Regions from separate parts of the Capra hircus genome. Here region 2 is linked to region 1. The links are chromatin contacts, called in public Hi-C maps. All regions are on one chromosome and are shown on one strand. The core of a region is the stretch at or near the end of the contact, and the rest is flanking DNA. Distances in the headings are between cores, read along the strand shown.

Region 1 (4,820 bases), core at 833-3,332:
CATGCTCACATTCCTGACCACTGATGACATCGACCTTGAAGGGTCAATCCTGGAGCCTCCCGTCCCCTTAGAACCGTGGTTTTCAACCAGGCATGAGTTTTCTCCCAGGAGACGTTGTGCTTATCATTACTCAGTGGGGGACACAGGAAGGGTCCTGCTGGCATCTACTGTGTAGAGCCTGGGATCCTGCTAAACATTCTACAATGTACAAGTCAGCCCCTCATGGGGCAAGACTGAGAAACCTTGCCTTGAAAAATCAGGGGACAACTGTCCTGGTCTCAGCAACTTGCTAATAAATCGCTTGGGGCTGATTCCTCTGTGACAGCTGGCCATGGTTTGTGCCCCTGGACACAACTGTTGTAGGAAGGGGGAGGCCCCCTACAGGGCCCCAAGAGCAGGCTCTTGTCTAACACTTGGAAAAGAACTGTCCGAGGAGACATGTGCTGACAAAGCAAGAGATTTTATTGGGAAAGGGCACCCGGGTGGAGAGCCGTAGGGTAAAGGTACCCAGGAGCACTGCTCTGCTGCGTGGCTTGCAGTCTTGGGTTTTATGGTGATGGGATTAGTTTCCAGGTGGTCTTTGGCCAATCACTCTAATTCAGAGTATTTCCTGGTGGCGCACGTATCCATCAGCCAAGATGGATGCTAGCGAGAGGGATTCTGAGAAGTGGACGGACACGCAGTGTCTCCTTTCGACCTTTCCCAAACTCTTCCGGTTGGTGGTGGCTTATTAGTTCCGTTTTCCTTCCCAGGATCTCCTGTCATAAAACAACTCATGCAGATGGTTACTGTGGTGCCTGGCCAGGGTGCTTCCCCTGACAGGACCACCTGGACTAGATTGGGCAGACATCTGTGGCAACAGCAGCCATGGCCGACTAGCCGGTTCCCAGTGAGCCCAGCTGGTGTGAAAGGGGTTCCGACAGGGACCACAGCGATACTCTGAACCAGGCCGTTTCTCAGTTGCTGTGAACGAACTCTAGCCTCCAGTTCCCAGTAACTGAGACAACGGTTGAGTAGGGGCTTCCCCAGCGGCTCAGCGGGCAAAGAACCTGCCTGCAATGCAGGAGACTCAGATTCAGTCCCTGGGTTGGGAAGATTCCCCTGGAGAAGAAAGTGGCAAGCCACTCCAGTATTCTTGCCTGAAAAAAATCCATGGACAGTGGAGCCTAGGGGGCTTCAGTCTATGGGGTCGCAAAGAGTCTGACACGACTGAGTGACTACGCACGCACAGAGCTAGAGCGGACACCCGGGGCAACTGATAATGGAGAGAAAGCAGCAATACGGGTCAGACAGATCAACCACGTTTATTGTCACTGATAAAACTAAACGTCTATGCCAGATCCAGTTGGCAATGGGAGGGAGCAGGGAGCGCCTCAAAGGGTGGTTTGCCCTGACCTCCTGAACTCCAGGTAGTATGAAGAAATAATGTTTACACAGGCTGTTTTTGCAGCCTGATAATGGCCTTGCTGCCCTCTTCCATGTGGTAAAGTCTCTGGATGACTCATCTCCATCCTTACCTCCCTTGTAAACCGGGCTGACCATCCACCAGCCCCGCCTCCCCCTCTTCACCACTTCCTGCTCAGTACTCAGTTACAGCGCCTACCACAATTTACTTGTCATCTACCCCAGACAGCATCCAAATCTAGGATTTTCTTATCTTGTTGGTTCCGTACTCCCAGCTCCCTGGCACTTAGCTGACACAATGCTTGTGGAATTAACGAGCAAATAAAACGTTATCCGCGAGGAAACTCAGGTCTCCTGGAAACTGCTGGCTGGGGTGGTGGGTGGGGGGAGGAGGGGTATTCAGCAGGATTTTGCCAAGAAATTTGCATTTGAACTGCGCGAAACCGATTTTCACGGGGCGGGGGTGGTGGGGAGGGAGGAGCAAAAGAAGAACAATACAGAAACGAAACCGAAAGCTTTTAAAAGGACCGAAAACCCTGCTGGGTTTTGAGGATGACGATAGAAGAGGGCTCTGGGAAGACTGCAAGTGAAAGTCATTGGTGCGGGTTGTGTAAGGACGACGGAGGTGGCGCTTCCAGCGCCCTAACGACGGCCACCGCACTTAGGAAGGGCTTTACTTCCTCCCCAGCTAGCGGCGCCCTTGCTGCTTTGGAAATGCGCCACCGTGAGGCCGAGCATACAGCTATACCCGGGGACGGGCTGGGGATTTACCTCCACCAGCAGAAACCGGTCCCATCACGTCCTGGCAAATAGTTGGGGGGAAGATGGAAACAGTGACAGACTTTATTTTCTTGGGCTTCAGAATCACTGCGGACGGTGATTGCAGCCATGAAATTAAGACTCTTGGTCCTTGGAAGAAAAGCTATGACAAAACCGAGACAGTGTATTAGAAAGCAGAGGTGTTACTTTCCCTACAAAGGCCCGTATAGTCAAAGCTATGTTTTTTCCAGTAGTCACGTAAGAATGAGAGAGCTGGACCATAAAGAAGACTGAGTGCCAAAGAATTGATGCTTTTGAAGTGGAGAAAACTCTGGAGAGTCCCTTGGATAGCAAGATCAAACCAGTCAATCCTAAAGGAAATCAATCAACCCTAAATACTCATTGGAAGGACTGATGCTGAAGCTGAAGCTCCAATACTTTGGCCACCTGATGTGAAGAGCTGACTCATTGGAAAAGACCCTGATGCTGGGAAAGGAGGAGGAGAAGGGGACGACAGAGGATGAGATGTTGGATGGCATCATCGGCTCAGTGGATGTGAGTCTGAGCAATTCTGGGAGATGGTGAAGGACAGGGAAGCCTGGTGTGCTGCAGACCGTGGCGTCACAAAGAGTCGAATACAACTGACTGAACGACTGAACTACAACAATGAGCAGAAACCACTCTGGCTCAGTGCTTCAGGGATGCACCTTCAGTGGCCTCTAAATAGAAACAGAGATTTCTCTTACAGCAGCTGAGGACAAGCAGAAGGAAGACCACGTGCCACTCATCTCACAATCCGCCATGCCTGCCTCGAGGCTGACTGCTTGTCTCCAGTTTTCCTTCTAACTAGCCTGTAGACACTTTAGAGACAGAGATTTACTCATCTTTGCTTTCCTACAGGGCCTTACACTCTGTGTGTGTGTTTTTAAAGCTATTTTTAGTGCATGTATATGAAGATGATGTCTTAAGCAAATTTGTTTAAAGCTCCTAAAACAAGCCAAATAAGCCAGGCCCCCAAAGGACAAAAACTGTATGATTCCACTTGTGTGAGATACCTAGAACACTCAAATTCATAAAGAAAAAGAATAGTAGTTACCAGAGACCAAAGGGAAAGGAAGAAAAGCAGTTGTTGGTTAATGCTTATAAGACGTGATTGGAATGATGAAAAAGTTCTGAAATGATACAGAGGGGATTGTGAATGTACTTTACGCCACTGACTTCTACATTTTTACATTATATTTTACCACAACTTTAAAAATGAAAGAAAGGAAGTCTAGCTTTATTAACATCACATAAAACAGAATTTAGGTCAAAAAGCATTAGATAGAGTCACTTCACTCTGACAAAAGTTTCAAGTCATTGAGAAGAATGACTAATTCTAAATATGTGTATACCAAATAACAACTTCCATATATGTAAAGCAAAAGTTGTCACACTATTTCTTCAATGAGAAAGTTACATGATCGTGGGAAGTTTTATCAATGCTATATAAGTAACCCGAAAAAAATTCTCCTACACATCTCCAAGACATGTAAAAAAATGTTTTACAGCAGCATTATACACAATAGCAAAAACGAAAAACAACCTAATATCCATTAGTGGTTTCTGTTGTTTTCTCGGTGAGTCCTGTCCCACTCCTTTGCAACCCCATGGACTGTAGCCTACCGGGCATTTCCCAGACAAGAATACTGGAGTGGGTTGCCATTTCCTTCTCCAGTCCATCAGCAGAAGGGATGAACATATTAAGGGAATACTACCCAGCAATGAAAATGAATGAGCTGCAGCCTCAGGTAAAAACCATGGGGGAGCTTTAAAATGTAATGATTTTAGAGGTTTTCTTCCTTTTTCAGCTGGAGCAAGGTTTTATTTAATTTTATATTATTTTATTGCAGGATAGTTGATATAAAATGCCGTATTAGTTTCACATGTACAACTAAGTGATTCACTTATATATGTACATAATGTGTATTTTTTTCAGATTCTTTTCTCATGTAGATCATCACAGCATGTTGAGCAGAGTTCCCTGTGCCATACACTGCGTCCTTGTTGGTTGCCTACATTATATATAGGAATATATAAGGTAGATATATACTTATATATAGAAGTATGTGTATGCTAATCACAAATCTTGATTTATCTCTCCCCATCACATTTCCATTAGGCTAACCATAAGTTGGTTTTCAAAGCCTGGGAGTACGTTTCTGCTTTGTAAGGTAATACAGTTCGTATCAGTTTTTTAATTCCACCTATCACATGATATTTGACTTTCTGTGTCTGACTTGCTTCACAAGAGATGGTGATGTCTAGGTCCATGCTTGTTGCTGCAAGTAGTAATATTCCATTCTTTTTATGACTGAGTAACATTGCATTGTGTACAGGTACAACCTCTTCTTTATCCATTCATCTGTAGATGGATGCTTTGGTGACTTCCAGGTCCTAGCTACTGTCAGTGGTGCTGCAGTGAAGGTTGGGGTGCACTTGTCTTTTCAAATGAGGGTTTTCTCTAGATATATGCCAGTGAATGGGATCGCCCGGGTCCTATGGTGTTTCTGTATCTCGTTTTCCATGTAACCTTCATAATGCCTGTCAGCAATTTACTTTCCCACCCAAGCAGAGGAGGGAGGGCTTCCTTTTCTCCAGTCCCCTCAACATTGATT
Region 2 (4,820 bases), core at 1,739-4,238, 33 kb before region 1:
GAGTCAGTGATGCTATCTAACCATCTCATCCCTGCTGTCGCCTTCTCCTCTTGCCCTCAATCTTTTCCAACATCAGGGTCTTATCCAATGAGTCAGCTTTTCACATCAGGTGGTCAAAGTACTGGCCTGGGTCTAGGGGTCATACTGCTGCAAGGTTATTGCTGAAACCAAATTGGAAGAAGCAAAACACAAAATATACCATAAAAAGTCAACAGAAGTCCAAGTGCTGTTTAATTCAAGACACACAAAGTGGAAAAGCAAGGCTTATACTTCCTTTTTTTGAACTACTTTCATTGTAAAAATAGTACAAACAGAAAAGTTAGGTAATACAGATACCCACAAAAATATAAAGCAAAGTAAAAATCTCCTCTACTATGTCCCCACCCGCAGGGCTTTCTGCATCTAGTTTTTCTCCGTAAAGTATGAGGGCCCAGAAGCTCAGGAGAGGTGGTGAATCTGTCAGAGGGTAACTGACAAGGGAGCTGTGACCCCAGTGTAGTAGACACCAAGTGTCCAGCCCAGACACCCTGGCCAGTGCAGCCAATCCTAGCAGGAATGAGTGTGGGCTGCAGCTAGGGTCTCCTTGAGCCCCATTTATCCTCACCCTAATGGGAGCTGCCTTCTCCCCAGGAAGTTATACCCCCGTTATGGACTGTGTTTCCACCAAATTCATTTGTTGAATCCCCAACCCCTAGAGTGACGGTATTTGGAGCGGGGGCCTTCAGGAAGGTGATTAGGTTTAAATGAAGTCAGGAGATCAGGGCCCTCATGTTAGGATTAGCGCCCTTATAAGCAGAGACACCAGAGTGTTCCTGTTCTCTCCACCATAGGAGGACACAGTGAGAATGAGGCCATCTGCAAACCAGGAAGGGGGCACTTACCAGGAACTGAACTGGCCGCCACCCGGACCTTGGACTTCCCAGTCTCCAGAACTGTGAGGAACAAATTCCTGTTGTTTATTCCACCCAGTCAATGGCAGTTTGTTATTGCAGCCTGAGCTGACTAATCGCCCCACTCCCTTGGACAATTCCTGGGGGCCAGACAGCCTACCTACCAGCTGGTGATTGACTGACACAGGTATCAGAAAGGTCAGCCTCCTTGTCTTAAAGAGAGACAGTTCTGCAGTACAACTAACTCAGGGTCCAGAGCTGACTCCAGTGGAGACACCATCCCTACCTGATCCTGCTTCCCTCCATCCCCTTCTCCCCAGGACACCTGCTCGTGGACCACAAGCCCTGTGTCGGCTGGCAGCAGCAGGAAGGCAGGTGACAGGTGATGGGCACCGGGAACTGTATCAGGAAGGTCCCATGAAAGGCAATACATGAGGGTGCAGGCAGGAGTCCCTTTAGCTGTCATGCATCTGCTAAGCGGTGGCGTTGAGATGTGAGTACTCACCATGTGGTCAGTACTCCACCACCATGTGGTGGTACTACCACCACAATCTGACGCTACCTTTTTCTTTGCAAGACAGAAGGGGAAGTCAACGTTTCCCCCGATGAATGAGGCACTCTAGGCCCAGCTCTGACACAGCTCTGATCTGAACCACGAGGGGGCAGAATGACAGAACTACAAGCCCAGGTCAGTTACAGTCAGTTCCAATCCAGCGCAGACACAGGAGATAGGAGGGAGGAGGTGGGAGCCATGTGTCAGGAACTCGGCTCAGTGCCACTTTGAGGTACAAGTTTACGCTGCATACACCCTACAAATGCCAACCTCTGCTTCCTGGATTACAGCTGTCCCCAAAGAATCATGTGGTAACCTCTGGGGGTGCCCAAGACCACTTCAGGTGGTCCCCAAGGTCAAAATATCTTCACAATTGCAGTTAGCTGAATAATGGTTTCCAAATAATGTTTTCTTTTATGGCAAAAGGAACTTGGGAGATGGGATTAATTTAGGATCTTGAGGTTAGGATCTGGACTAGCATACGATCACAGATGTCCTTGTAAGTGGGAGACTGAGAGAGCCGGCCACAGGCAGAGGAGAAGGAGATGTGATGACAGAAGCGGCGACTGGAACGATGTGCTTTGAGGAGGATGCAGGAAGGGGCCCCAAGCCAAGGACGCAGGCAGCCACTCAAGGGTGAAAGAGACAAGGAAATGGAGGCTCCTCCCCAAGGAACCGGGCTTTCCTGGTGGCTCAGACGGTGAAGCGTCTGCCTACAATGCGGGAGACTGGGGTTCAATCCCCGGGTTGGGAAGGTCTCCTGGAGAAGGAAATGGCAACCCACTCGAATATTCTTGCTGGAAAATCCCATGGATGGAGAAGCCTGGTAGGCTACAGTCCATGGGGTCGCAGAGTCGGATACGACTGAGTGACTTCACTTTCACTTTCCCCAAGGAACCAGCCCTGCCAACACCTTGCTTTTCAGCCTCACAAGACTCATTTTGGACCCCTGACCTCCAGAAACATAAGATCATAAATGTGTATTGTTTTAATCCACGAAGTTGGTGGTCATTTCTTACAGCAGCAACGGGAAACTAATACAATAATACCGAGACAGCAGGTGCCTTTTTCACAATCCTCCTCTCACATGTGGATGGGGAATTTTCCAGAGGCTATCTGGAGTGTGATGTCATAACAGGCTCAATGCAGAAACAGATGTGAGAAGCCAGATGTCTTCCACTGAGACAGACATTAAAGAGACTTGCAAATACATAAAATGTGAAACTCTTCTCACTAAATGTTTGGTTTTGAAAAGTAATTCCTCATAAAAACACTGCTTGTGTCAGCATGTCATGGGTTTATTACTGACATTTTAAAATAATGAATAAATACATATTTTAAATGTTTCTCAGTTTTGAGTTCTAATGCAGGCTTTATTGATAACTACACCAACAAAAGCTCTCTGGGGTCCTCCATAATTTGTAAGCAGGCCATGATCCTGAAATGTTTGGGAACAGGTCTGCTAGAAGCGGAACGGGCAGGGGAAGAGGTGAGCCTTAGTTCCTGGTGGCTTGCCCTGTGGCCAGGCCAGTGGGTTGATAGCACAGATAAACAAGATCAAATGAATGACAAGCCCAGAGGCTTGGAGACAGAGTCAGTCATTCCAGGAACTCTGTTGGAACCAGACAAAAGGGGAAGTTTTGCAAGGTTTATCAACAGTCCCCCGCGTTTCACTTTCTGTTTCCTGAATTCCTCTAGCTTCACTGAGACTGACACTGCAGAGAAGATAAACAGAAAGTGGGAGGAGAAAGGAAACTGAAACTAGCTGGTGTGATAGAAGGTGAGAAAAAAACAAAAGCAAGAGAGTGCATGCCCTTCCATACATAAGAAAAAGAGGCAGGGAGAAAATCCGAACACTTACCCCCACTGGTACAACTGCAGGAGAATCTGGATGGCTTCATCGTACTTTCTGATGGCCAAAGAGAAGTTCCCACTCTTAAAGCCCTGGTTGCCAGACTCTTTCAGCCGCTCAGCGTAAGCTGTGGGGTCCATCCTGTGAGGAGAGGAGGGAAGGCTGGCGGCGCGGGCTTCCGTCCTCTCCACATCTGCAGCGCTCGGAGTCTGAAGGGGCAGGTTGTTCATCCTGGCCCCTCCCACCAGCTGAAGGCACACCCTGCCCACACCCCTCCCCACCCAGGGACCAGACGGAGTGTCTGATCCCAGACGGTTTCTTTCTCAGTTCTTTTCTGACCTCTGGAGCAGCGGCCAGAACGTTTCCATTTATTCTGTATTAATGACCAGTCAGGCTGTAAGGAAGGAGGCAGCTTCCATGCACGACACGATCTGAAGGACCTCCCTGGTCCAGTGGTTAAGAATCCGCCTGCCAACGCAGGGGACGTGGGTTCGATCCCTGGTCCAGGAAGATTCCACAAGCTGTGGGGCAACTTAAGCCCATGCACCACAACTACTGAAGCCCAAGTGCCTAGAGCCCACGTGCTGTGCAACGAAAAAAGGCCTTGCAGTGGGGAACCCGTGCGCCGCAACCAGAGCAGCGGCCCCCACCCCGCACGCGCAGCAGTGAAGGCCTAGTGCAGCAACGAAGACCCAAGGCAGCCAAAATAAAGAATGAACAAAATCTTTTTTAAAAAGACGACATGAAGCTGGCAGGTGGTGTGCACTAGATAAGTGGCAGCTCTTCCCATAACTGCAACAAGCGTTACTCTCATTTACCCATCGCAGCAGCTCAGAAGGAGGCACCATTTTCACTGTTCAGATGAGGAAAACTCAGGCTCAAGAAGTTCAAGTCACTTGCTTAAGGATGGGCTAATGGGTGCCCCCAGTTCCGACCCCAGTTCCAAGTTTCTGCCCTTGACCCTGTACTGCATCGCCTACTCGTCCAAGGAGTTGAGTCCTTCCACTGTCTCCAAAGGTCCTAAAACCCTCGAAGTATTTTGTCCCTGAGATTGCTATTGCCCACTTACCTGTCTGCGTCCCCTGGGAAGCCCTTACCTCTTTCCTGACTCCTGTTTCATTCATTTGGTAGCCCTAGCACAGAATGGGTACTTAAATATTTGCTGTGTAATGAATTAGAATGCTAGTCCCAGAGAGGCTGCTTGTTACCGATTCTCTCTGGTGTGGCCTGGAGCCCTGCCCACCTGATGGGGCTTCAGGAGTGTTTGCTACACCAAGGTAGTGGACAGGAGAGGCCTCGCAGAGCCTCGAGAAGCAGCTGCCAAGGAGGCAGGGAAAAGGTGGGGGTCAGGGACTTCCTTGGTGGTCCAGTGGTTAAGACTGCTTCCCCTGCAGGAGGCATGGGTTTGATCCCTGTTCAGGGAACTAAGATCCTGCATGCCACACGCTATGGCCAAAAGAAAAGTGGGGATCAGAAGAGATGTCCCTTAGAATTTTCTCTTCTCAAGATGGCAGCAGGAAAGGGA

Evidence for each region. A called contact is a pair of places that touch in the nucleus more often than the background predicts.
Region 2: a Hi-C map of blood shows a contact between it and region 1, with 2.3 times the contacts expected there. The contact joins two enhancer-like sites. A contact is called at or near these places in 2 of 5 Hi-C or Micro-C datasets (both in blood).

What each region holds. Positions count from the first base shown.
Region 1 is chr22:10,453,178-10,457,997 of ARS1.2, reverse strand. No RefSeq gene overlaps it. Among named protein-coding and RNA genes, the nearest start is that of TRANK1, 13 kb to the left of the region's middle. Within about 2 kb of position 2,082, at least 5 of the 5 cell types and tissues checked have an H3K27ac peak or open chromatin away from gene starts, as enhancers often do.
Region 2 is chr22:10,486,964-10,491,783 of ARS1.2, reverse strand. TRANK1 (TPR and ankyrin repeat-containing protein 1) reads right to left here. Exons shown (of 26, transcript XM_018067182.1): 2 at 3,305-3,436; 3 at 882-932. Among named protein-coding and RNA genes, the nearest start is that of TRANK1, 21 kb to the right of the region's middle. Within about 2 kb of position 2,988, at least 3 of the 5 cell types and tissues checked have an H3K27ac peak or open chromatin away from gene starts, as enhancers often do.